Linked DNA regions of Arabidopsis thaliana: region 1 is linked to region 2. A link is a contact called in public targeted proximity ligation data. All regions are on one chromosome and are shown on one strand. The core of a region is the stretch at or near the end of the contact, and the rest is flanking DNA. Distances in the headings are between cores, read along the strand shown.

What was found.
Region 1: a contact with region 2 is called in a targeted proximity ligation map of shoot, with 10 read pairs. A contact is called at or near these places in 1 of 26 Hi-C or Micro-C datasets (root) and 1 of 2 datasets of targeted methods (shoot).

The regions. Positions count from the first base shown.
Region 1 is chr1:12,540,569-12,546,574 of TAIR10.1, forward strand. It overlaps AT1G34360 (translation initiation factor 3 (IF-3) family protein), which reads left to right and starts at 2,228. Exons shown (of 8, transcript NM_103159.4): 1 at 2,228-2,630; 2 at 3,036-3,126; 3 at 3,399-3,466; 4 at 3,738-3,836; 5 at 3,938-3,991; 6 at 4,106-4,174; 7 at 4,408-4,491; 8 at 4,573-5,676. The coding sequence starts at 2,418. The coding sequence ends at 5,457. It overlaps PS1 (forkhead-associated (FHA) domain-containing protein), which reads left to right. Exons shown (of 7, transcript NM_103158.3): 5 at 64-199; 6 at 466-833; 7 at 911-1,370. The coding sequence ends at 1,162.
Region 2 is chr1:12,498,390-12,504,802 of TAIR10.1, forward strand. It overlaps AT1G34300 (lectin protein kinase family protein), which reads left to right and starts at 4,971. Exons shown (of 1, transcript NM_103152.4): 1 at 4,971-6,413. The coding sequence starts at 5,061. RLP5 (receptor like protein 5) reads left to right here. Exons shown (of 1, transcript NM_103151.1): 1 at 1-411. The coding sequence ends at 411.

The sequences.
Region 1 (6,006 bases), core at 978-3,477, 39 kb after region 2:
TGATTTTCCTCTATTGAGTCTTTGTGCAGTTCTTATACTAACAATTAGTTTACTGTGTTTTAGAATCTTTCTGATGCAAAGAGCAAGATGAAGTGGACCATTGTTTTGGATACTTCTTCACTCCTCGACAAAGAGTCTAGGAAGCCACTGCAGTTACTACAAGGTCTCAAGGGGACACATCTGGTCGTACCAAGAACTGGTAAAAACCCTACAAACCTTAAATAGTTTCAATCTTCACTTAAAGCTCTAAATACAAACCATAGAGTCATTTTCTTTTTATAAAAGATAAGGCTGTAAATGAATCTGTCACATAGATTTGGAAGACTTTTTCTGTGATAACATAAGTTCTAGTCTTAGGATGCCAAGAACCCATTTTTGCAGACCAAATCTATCAGAACCAATTTTTGTTAGGATGACAATCTTTTACCCTTATAAACATGACGCACCTTTGGTTTCATTGATCAGTGTTAAGGGAACTAAATGAGGTGAAGCGCAGTCGCAGTTTTCTCTTTAGAAGAAGAACAGAGATTGCTTCTTCAGCTCTGGACTGGATCGAAGAATGTAAGGTTAATTCAAAATGGTGGATTCAAGTCCAGAGTCCAACAGAAGAAACCAAAGCAATTGCACCAACCCCACCAGTCACTCCCCAGTCAAATGGCTCATCGGCATTCCCCTTTTCACTTCACTGGAACAACTATGCACCAGAGATTGATTCTCCGACATCAGAAGATCAAGTTCTCGAATGTGCTCTTCTTTATCGAAACCGTAACCGTGACGAAAAACTCGTTCTTCTTAGCAACGATGTAACTCTCAAGATCAAAGCCATGGCAGAGGTAATTTACAAGATTCTTTATTTTGAAACTAAGCACAATGTGTAGCGTGATAAATAACGCTTTTGTTTGGATTCTAGGGTGTGATTTGCGAGACACCACATGAGTTCTATGAAAGTCTGGTTAATCCGTTCTCGGAGAGGTTTATGTGGACAGAGAGCACGGCAAGAGGACGAACTTGGAGTCATCTGGACAATGACGTGTTGAGAGAAAGGTACAACGACCGAGCTTGTAGAAGAAAGTCAACGTACAATAGAGGAGAGAGTGGTGCAGCTGCAAAAGGCTTGAAACTCATATTGCTCCATAACTCTCACTATGGCCACACTCATTGATGATGTATCATCATCATCTATCACCATGGCCATGTTTAATGATGATGCATCATCTATCATGTTCCTTCTTTCCAAGTAAGCCAAATAAATTCTACTCGCTTACACATGGTTACAGGGAATAATGTTTTTAGAATGAATGACATTTCCATAATGTTGCTTCTATCATGACCTTTATTATTTTTCGATAGTGGAATTACATGTCTTTCAACGGTAGGGATCGTCACTTTACGAAATTAGAATATCGGATTAATCGCTAAGCTTAGGTATCGACCACATAATTTGCCAACGTAATTACCGGTTTAGTAACTCTGTTCGTGGTGTGGTAATGAATTCTATGGAAGAGCGAGCAAAAGTTTCTTCTCAGATGGCCACAAGATCTGAGTTGAACCAATGTAGTTGATAAGAATTTGTCCCAAGTTTCTGTCCAATCAACATCATAGAGAATACATGCAAAGCAATGGTGTGTTGTTGTTATAAAAAAAAATCACAATCACGAGTACCATAGTAACGCATGATATGATTGATCTTGCCAACGCGAATCATGATATTGTAGGCTTGTGCAGTTGTGCATATCTCTCAACAAATTCTGTTATTACAGGCTGAGGTTAAGAAAAAACTAACCCAAATTCTGTTATTCTAATGGGTTTTGGAGAATTGGGGTAAGTTTGGAAAGAACTAACCCAAGTTCAATCAACCTTACAAACAAAATTGTATATGTGTGGGAAGTATAGATTTGGGCCAAAAGCCCAAACAGTTTAACATGTAGTTAGTAAAAGATGATCTGGTTATCCCTGAGATTTGTTAATCAACGTTGGTCAACACTGAAATTAATGAACCGGTTAACCTGAGATTTTATGTTTATGATGTTGACCACATGATGTTATATACTTCGAATTTGTGGTCACGCAATCAATATATATTAGGTAGTTTTTTTTTTTTGGGACATATATATTAGGTAGTTAAATGTGTTTTAGTTTACTTTCTTAAGATTTTTTTTCCAAAATAAAATAAAAAGAGTATGACAAATCTTTTTCTTTCTTTTAGAAATATCTTGTTTTATGGAAAGCCCAACAAAGCCCAACAGCTTTTGTCTTCGGACCAGTTAATCGCAAGTTCGCAACGATCAGACGTTGAACCCTTCCACTAATCGCCGCCGTTGAAACTCCGTTCACCTCTGTATTGATAACAAAATCGAAGCTTTCTTTAGTCGCACTTCCGATTCCCAATTGGGGAATCTCTTGTCCGATTGGGTTCTATGGCTATATGGCGTATAATCAATCGTTCGTATCTCAAATACGCATCAAACCAATTAACCAGAAACTACTACACTCAAGTTTGTCTTGCTTCTTCTACTCATGTCGTAAAACAGACAACAAAGTTGTCTTCTTTTGACATCCCAAATTCAGATATATGTACAAGACCTTCTAATATCTTCCAAAATCTCAGATTCCTTGCTACTTCAGCTCAGGTATTACTCTCTTTGTTTTGATAAAAAGTTTCGTTTTTTTCTTTCAGCTCTGTTTTCTTCTTCTTTTGGTAGCTATGCAATTTCGTAACTTTCAGTACTTTGGTTGCAATTGTGGGGTTGTTGCCTTTTAGATTGCATTAGATGATAAGTATGGAAGATCTGGAACCCTGCAAGATTTTTGTGTTATGTTGTTGAATTCAACGACTTTAGATGTGTCCATGTTATAGTTACGGTGTATATGCATTTTAGATCATGTTTGAATTGTTTAGTTGTGTGATGTTTTTGGGCTAATGGATGTTAGTGAGTGAGCATTGTTTGGTTCAGAGCTGTTATAGTGTCGTATGTGTACTATGATCCTGCTGTCAAAGTTGGTCATAAATTTGTATATCCATGTTCTTGTTCAAGACAAGGAAGAAGGAAGCGGAAGTTGACTCTGATGGTCCACGTCTCAATGAGAAGATTACTGGCGACTATGTTAGATTGGTTTCCGAGGAAGGTAATATATTATTCCAAGTCTTTTTCTCTTTTGGTGTGTGGAAAGTCTTAGATTGTACAAAATAAAGAAAGAGTATAAGAAGAGAGATCCTATTGTTGGTGTTTTCGGTTAAGTATCTTTAGGTGGAGTCAGTTAAAAATTCCTTTGTTTTTGTAGATTTTACTTAAGAGGTGTGGAGTCCAAAGTACAGCTTAAGAATTCATTAGGAAAGTAAAAGAGTTTAGAAGATTTTTATAATCAGGAATGTGTGATATCGTTTTGTCGTTATGCAGGACACTGTGTTGTATCGTTGAGAGAAGCTCTCAGACGGGCTAAGGAGCTTCAGTGTGACTTAGTTGAGGTAACTTTAAACATGAGTCATTCAAGAAGTTGTGTCTAATGATTGCAACTGGAGATCTTTGGTAAAATTGTCTTGATTTGTATGTATAATTTTCATGGTACCAAATTTGTATCCTTGTAATCCATGCGTCTCCTTTTCTTAAAGAAATGTGGTACTCCCATTGTGTAATGCTGAACTATAGCTCTTCTGTTTTTTTTGTCTTTAGACAACTGTGCACCTAATGATAGTTCTCATGAGGTCTATCTCGTTATATATTTCTAAATCTGTGTAGGTCCAAAGAGATGCTAAGCCACCTGTGTGTAAAATTGTGAAATACTCATTGGAGCTGTACAAAAAAGCTAAAGTAGGAAAAGAGCGTGCTAAGGCCAAGGTCGGTGATATGGCCTATCCATTCTTTGAATTCTCATGTTTGTTTGTACGAAAATTTTAGTTGTATTTGTGTCCTGAGTTTATGTTTTTACCTTGTTGTAGCGGGCTGAAGCTATTCGACCTGATATCAAGGAAATTCGATTTACTCCAAAAATTGTATGCTTCTCTAGAAACGCTTTACCCTATCTATTTCTTCTTCTTCTTCTTATCTCTGTGGTAATGAAAATACTACAATGACAATTTTTCTTTCACTTACTTTTTTTTCTTCAGGAGGCCAAGGACCTAAAGTTTAAATCTGATCAAGCATTGAAGCTGATGGAAAGTGGATATCGTGTAAAGGTAGTAATTTTCTTAGTCACTGGACCTCTTCATACTGCTTTCTCATAGACTTTCGTGGGAAACTCCTGAAAAAAGTGATTATTTTGCGATTATAGCTGTTCTGAATGCTTTGGTGTAAAACAAAGCCCCAGACATATCGACGCAATGCTCTCTTTTTTAATACTTGATTTGAGGTGAATTCCATGGTGAGCAACTTTTTAATTGTCTCGCTCTTTCTTTTCTTTGTGTAACAGTGCCTTGCAGTGCCTGACAAGGACAAGCATAAGGAACTTGAACCAGAAAAGCTGCTTGAGTTACTATTTCGCTTCACTTGTTTTGTAAGTCTTATGACTTCTTCTATTCGCAATTGTTTCCTAGTTTTATCGTCCTTGCTTTGGTTCATAATTATATTTGTACAGATTGGGGATGCACTTGTGGAATCTTGGCCTGAGGCGGATAGAAAAGGCGCAGTTGTTATAGTTAGACACGCCAAGTTTGGTCCACCCAAGAAAGGAGGGGTGAAATTAATGAAGGATATTGACATAAAATCTGCAAGAGTGAAAGAAGAATCACCAAAGCCTGATAGCTCGAAGGCGGGAGTGGCTACTGTTGATGATCAGGAAGATATAGAGAAGTCTGAACCTAGGTTCAGTGTTGAGCAGGCTCAACCAGTTAAATTCCAGAACGCATACGCAAAAAGAGAACCTAGCAGTGAGTTTTCAGGAGGTAGAGATGCAAGCCGGTTTGAACCTCAGTCTCCAAACCAGCATGTAAACCCACAACGTCCTCGGTTCTCAAACCAAGCTCCAAACCAACAACCTACCGGGCGGTTTGATCCTCAGTCACCAAATCAGCCTCCAAGTGCACCAAGGCCTCAGTTCCCAAACCAACAACCTACAGGGCGGTTTGATCCTCAGTTTCCAAGCCAGCCTCCAAGGCCTCAGTTCCCAAACCAAGCTCCAAACCAACAATCTACAGGGCGGTTTAATCCTCAGTTTCCAAACCAGCGTCCAAGTCCACCACAGTCTCGGTTCCCAGACCAAGCTCCAAATCAGCAACCCTCTGGGCCATCTCCAAATCGCCACCCAGACCGGCAAGGTCCTCCACCTCGATTTCAAAACCAAGCTCCGAATCAACAACCTACCGGCCGGTTTGAACCTCAACCACCAAACCCGCCCCGAGCTCCACCACGACCACAAACCCGGTTGCCAAACGAAACTTCAAACGAACAACCTACGGCCCCTGGAAGGTCTAGTGGCCCGGCTTCAGGTTATGGAATTTTCAGCACCCCAAAAACGAAGTAAAACAACCAATTTTTTTAACCCGTAGAGTTGCAAAATTTTGTGATACTTTTCTTGGGAGATTTGTTGATGGCTCATTATTTTATATGTAACTAATAATAGTCCAATGCATACACATACTTGTAACCATTATTCATATTTTGTTTGGTCACAACCACTCTATAATCTATGAACGACAAGATTACAAGTAGGTTCATCAATCTTAAGTTAAAGATGGTTTAGGGAGTGAAATCAATCAAACTTTTTAAATGATTTCAGTTTTCTTTTGTTGATTTTGATGATTATAGTTTTTTCGTCGTGTGTCAAATATCGGTTTAGTTTGAATAGTTTTGATTTGCGGTTTGCGAAACGGCAAATGAGTTTTATGAGAGTCTGGTAAATCCGATCTCGGAGAGGTTTATTTGGACATAGACTGCCGCTAGAGGACGGACTTGGAGTCTTCGAGTTGAGAGAAAGGTGGCTTGAAGGAAAAACTCAAAGTACAATGGAAGAGGAAGATGAGAGCTAGATTGGTGCAGCTGCAAAAGACTTGAAACTCATATTGCTACATAA
Region 2 (6,413 bases), core at 3,721-6,220:
CATGGGGAAGTCCCACGCGTTAGAGGAATTGTTATACTCACTGAAAGGAATCCAAACATCGAGTCAACCTGCCTTCTTGTTCCTTCGCCAACAAGGAACAAGAACAAACCAACTGTTTTGGTACTTCTACTTGGGATTTTGGTTGGTTTGGTGGTTGCAGGAGGAGCATCCTTTGGATTCTACCTGTATAGGATAAGGAAGCAACCTAAGAGGCTCCAAGAACCAAATGAAGCAGTGACACTTACTCAGCAGCAATCTAGTGACGAGAGCCTGGTATCTGATGAAAGTTATGTCATTTCGCTCCAGCTTCAATATAGAGTACTCCGCCGCTTTTCTTGGGTTTCCAAAGGCCCCTTACTCCTTACTCGACAACTCAAAACTAATCAGAATCCTCATTTACCCTACATGTAGTATTTAGTTTTGTATAATCAGATCACGCTTTTATTTATCTATTTTTTATTGGTTGATCCCTAGGTACATAACTCACTTCGGGGAATGAGATCCCGTATAATATTTTGACGTTTTTATAATAAAAATCTGTCTTTAATCACTTGTAGTAGGAAAGTTAGGAGATCCTATCTTTTTTTATTTCCGTAAATTATCATTTTCTAGATACGAGGGCAAAACTGTGACAAAAAGTAAAACCCATCTTTTAATTGTCTGATGCTACCCGCACTCATTAGGTAATTATTCAGTAATAAGTAGAGGTACGAAGTAACTCGTAGTAAGAGATATATGTAAGAGTTAGACCTTGGGCCCTATCCTCTCGGATAGATGATCTTGATTGGGCCACTAAAGAAGAATATTGAGGAATTAGACTTATTATTCTATCTAATACTTTGATCCATATAAGCTCATTAATAAGCAGTTTACTTTGTTTTTATAGAAGCAAGCTAGAAGAGAGGAAGTTTTTGAGATAATTATGATACTAAGACCAATGGAAAACACTACTTCTCATTCTTGTTTTTTGTATGGATAGAGAATTTGAAAATAATTCGTTTGTGGAGACTATGAATGCAATCCAATCCTATATATAATCAAATTCATTCTGGTTTCCAACCACTTTTTTTCATTACAAATTATTAATAACTGATTTTATGCCATTGGAAGATGTGCTATTTAATTAGAAGATATCTTGTAACTTGGTTTTTAGTAGGTAAATTATTTACTCTGGTCTTTTCATGTTGGATTTTCTTTTTTCTTTTTATGCACTCTTCATAACTTGTAAAAAACAAGTATATTTTGGAATTTTGTTTTACTTCTAATTGACACATATATTTTTTTTTTCTGATTTATTTTACTCTAACACATACAACCAATCTTTCTTTAAGTAATTTTATGAAGTCAGTTGAAGATTCTCCAATAAAGAGAGTCAATCACACCGCTAGAGAAAATAAGAATTTTGTGCATTTCCTTATATATTAAGTATTAATATGTTTATACGAAAAAAAAATATTGAATGAACATCAAAGTTTAGTTTGTATTTTATCTAAACAACTTTTATGGTTTCGTTTAATAATTATTTGTGGTGTATTTTGCATTCACCAAAAAATAAAAAAATAGAGATTATACAATCAATTGTACATATCAAAGAAGAATTTTGAAGAACAACATGCAACGGTTAAACAATACATATAGTTCTGAATAGAGAAACGGTCAAGCAGATCAAGGAGGTTAAGTGCATATCAAGCGTATTGTGCGATTAAGCTGAAAATGCGAATTAAATGTATCATGCGGTTTAAATATGTTTGTGAACGGAATAACATTTAAAAGCGGTTTGAGTAGTAAAATAAACAAAACACATGTACCAAAATAATTATTAAAAAATATAAATGTTAAAATATAATTTATAAAAATTATGGAAATTAATTTAAATGCAATAATATAAGTAATGAATTTGTTTTGTTTTCTAACTTCACACATATAATAAAAAAAAAGTACTTCTAACTCATGAAATTGTTAATTGTTAAAAATAAAATAAAAATCTTATTAGAAAAAATGAAATACAGTATAACCTCTATAAATTAATACTCTATAAATTAATAAATTATTCCGGTCCCGAGTTGGGATCTGTGTAAATAATGACATTAATCAATAAATTAATAAGATAATAATTTTTTTGAAAGTCCTATGTAAATCTATGGTCTCATCAATATCATAAATTAATAATTATATAAATATATCAACTATATATATATATTATATGTAAAAAAATTCTTTATAATATATTTATAATTTTTTTTGCTTAAATTCATATTTGTTTTTTGTTTGACTATAGTTTTCATATTTTACTGTATCAAAACTATTGGTGTTGTTTTCTAGACATTATTATTATGTTTTACTTGTAACTGGTTCTAGAAAGATATAATCTATAATGAAGGAAATCTTATTGAAATTTTTAAAAAGTTACCAAATTAGTAAAATCTCTCTATAAATTGATAAATATTATTTATTGATAAATTAATACCTCTCTAAAATAATAAAATTTTGTAGTCCCAACATTATTAATTTATAGAGGTTTTACTGTATACTCTATGTTCCTTATTATTTGATTTTCTATAAAAATAATTGCTTTTAAAAAATTGATTTTTTTAGGTTTTTTATGCAATATTAATTGGTTGTAATTGATGAATATGAAACTTCAAGATAAATAATTAAATATCATTGGTTTAGAATTATAAAAATATGTAAATCAAAAAAATATTACATTTATAATCAGTTTTTAATACGTTTTATTAATATGTGTATTTTTTCTAGAAAATCAAGAATTAAGAAACAAAGAGAGTAATAAACTATAGGTGAACTACTTCAAAATTGCAAAGTAACATACTTTTACTCATGAAAAAACTACTCTTGTTTTTTCTTTTGTTACTATAATTAAAAAAATCACACTATAGTTTTTATGATGGATGAGAAGAAAATAGTCCAAACCACAAAGTGTTTACCACTATATTATTTTTTCTTGTTTTTCTTTAATCTTCATAATTGCTCCACTTTTACTAGAATTAAAAAAAAAACTAACTAAGATTAAAAACATAATCAAATAAGTTCTTCAACATTTCAACACTTTTATTTAATATTTTAAATTTTTATATACTTGTATATTTTACCAAAAAAATTTCATATTTTTTTCATACTTAATTCATCAAGTGATATAGAAACAAAATTAAACGTCAAATTTGAGTTAATTTAAAAATTCTACTTTTGGTAAATACAAATAATTTTACTTTGCAATGTTAAAGTATAATAATTTTGTTTTAAGTAAATAAGTGGCAAAACAAATTTTGTAAATGAAGAATCTATTTCTTTACTCAAATCCATACTATTGATTTAGAAATAAAAGCAATTCATACAACTGAATAGAAATTATGTCATCAAAAATTATTTTGTCCTTACAAAACAGGAATATAATACTAGTATTTTATAAATTTACATTAGTAAGCACCACTTTTCTTCCTCGAACTCAATAATCCAAATGAGACACTTTCAAAACTTCATCTATTCCTTTGTAAATTAACTTTTAACACTGTTTCTAAACTTGCGTGTCATCTTCTCGATATTGTCAAGAAAAGTTATCATGTTAGATTCACTATACCCAAAAAGTTTCCATTATTCTTCTAAGAAAATCATCTCTTCAATATTTTTTTCTTCCTCTTTCATGGGTATCAATAGTTTCATTTCTACATAGTTTTACTCCTATCTTTATCTTGTCAGTCATGATTAAAATATAATAAAAATAAATTTCATGTTGGTTTTTGTCGAAAATAGTATTTATCCAAGCATTATCGCCATCACTTGTCAACATAAATTTTTTACATGGATCGTTAATTTATAAAATAAATAAAAAAAAATATAATAATCTCTTGTTAAAAAATTAGACATCACGTTTCTTAGTTTTCTCTATTGCTCATTTTTGATCTATTACATGGATGATAATCAACATTTAGTCTAACAAGAGGATCTTATTCATTGCCATTTATTCCTAATTTACCATCAATTACAATTCTATTACCACCAATCATCTATCCAGAAATCGAAACATTCGTATAAAAATAACTAAAAAACCTTAAAAATCTAATATTTAAAACAAAACAAATGTCAATTGAGAAAACTCCAAAACGGATGGGAAAACAGATTTTAATAACAAACAATTCCATTTTAATACAACTAAAACCATATTATATACACTACAATCTTATCTCATTCTTTATTATGAAAACCTGTTTTAAAACAAAATAAATATAATACACAATTTTACCCAACTAAAAAACAATATTTGAACATAATATGACATTTTCAACTTTATACTATAATATTCTTTTACTTCAAAAAACAAAAACATTACATCTGTAATGTAACACAGATTATAATCTAGTTTATGTGTAAAATTTTAAATATAACTAAAAACAATTAAAAAAATAATAATATTAAATGTATATATAGAGTAGAACATATATTCACATTCTAAAATTATAATTCTTCTGTTTCATATTAGTTGTAGTTTAAGATTTTTACACACATATTAAGAAATTATAAAACTATCATTTAATCTACATCTTTTATATAAAAACATTATTTATTATAATCAATTCAACCAATAAAAAAATATATAATTAAAATAGAATTAATTAGAAAATATTAAATATATTTATTTATTTGTATAGAAAGTTAAAAACAATAGAAATAGAGGGAGTAGTATTTATGATTCGCTCCGTTTTTATCGAATAATTAGTATTGCTATTTAGAATTAGGATTATCTAGATTTTTCAAACTGAAATGGATAAAAGAATTCAAGTACAATCTGATTATTATTTTCAAATCCCAGATGCACTCTTTCGACAATTAAGTTTTTTTTTATTATTATTGTGTAAAATCTAAAATTAAGTTAAACGAAGATTTTTTAAAATTCTCTCGTAGTTCATAATGGAGACGCTCATTTAAAATTGTCAACTTTGACGACTAATTACAATATCTAAGAGTAATTAATTAAAGAGAAAAAGAGTCTTCATTGATAACAGAAGAGAGAGAGAAGAAGAAGAAGAAGCTTCACAATCGTAACAATGGCGGTGAAGACGCCATTTCTCAAACTTCTCCCTCTTCTTCTCCTTCTCCTCCACTTCCCTTTCTCATTCTCTACCATACCTCTCGGCTCCGTTATTTACGCCTCCGGTTCCAACCAGAACTGGCCATCTCCCAATTCCACTTTCTCCGTCTCCTTTGTTCCATCTCCTTCCCCTAACTCCTTCCTCGCCGCCGTCTCTTTCGCTGGAAGCGTTCCGATATGGTCAGCAGGAACCGTTGACTCACGAGGATCTCTTCGTCTTCACACCTCCGGCTCTCTCCGTCTCACCAACGGCTCCGGAACCACCGTCTGGGACTCTAAAACCGATCGTCTCGGTGTTACTTCCGGTTCGATTGAAGATACCGGTGAATTCATCCTCCTCAATAACCGAAGCGTCCCGGTTTGGTCTTCCTTCGATAATCCGACGGATACAATCGTCCAATCGCAGAATTTCACCGCCGGTAAGATTCTCCGATCTGGTCTTTACTCGTTTCAGTTAGAGAGAAGTGGGAATCTTACTCTTAGGTGGAACACTAGCGCGATTTACTGGAACCATGGACTTAATTCTTCGTTTAGCTCGAATCTATCGTCTCCTAGATTAAGTTTACAGACTAATGGAGTTGTTTCGATCTTCGAATCAAATCTTCTTGGAGGAGCTGAAATCGTTTATAGTGGCGATTACGGTGATAGCAATACGTTTAGGTTCTTGAAGTTAGATGATGATGGGAATTTGAGAATCTACAGTTCTGCTAGTAGAAACAGTGGACCTGTGAATGCTCATTGGTCTGCTGTTGATCAGTGTCTTGTTTATGGATATTGTGGAAACTTTGGGATTTGTAGTTACAATGATACTAATCCGATTTGTTCGTGTCCGTCTCGTAACTTTGATTTTGTTGATGTGAATGATAGAAGAAAGGGATGTAAAAGGAAAGTGGAGCTAAGTGATTGCTCTGGCAATACAACCATGCTTGATTTGGTTCATACGAGGTTGTTTACTTATGAAGACGATCCGAACTCGGAGAGTTTCTTTGCGGGTAGTTCGCCTTGTAGAGCTAATTGTCTTAGTAGTGTTTTGTGTCTTGCTTCTGTTTCCATGTCTGATGGGTCTGGAAATTGTTGGCAGAAACATCCTGGTTCCTTCTTTACTGGGTACCAGTGGCCATCGGTTCCGAGTACTTCTTATGTTAAAGTGTGTGGTCCAGTGGTGGCTAACACACTCGAAAGAGCAACAAAAGGCGACGATAACAACTCGAAAGTGCATTTGTGGATTGTCGCGGTTGCTGTAATAGCTGGGCTTCTTGGTTTGGTTGCAGTAGAGATAGGTCTCTGGTGGTGTTGCTGTAGAAAGAAT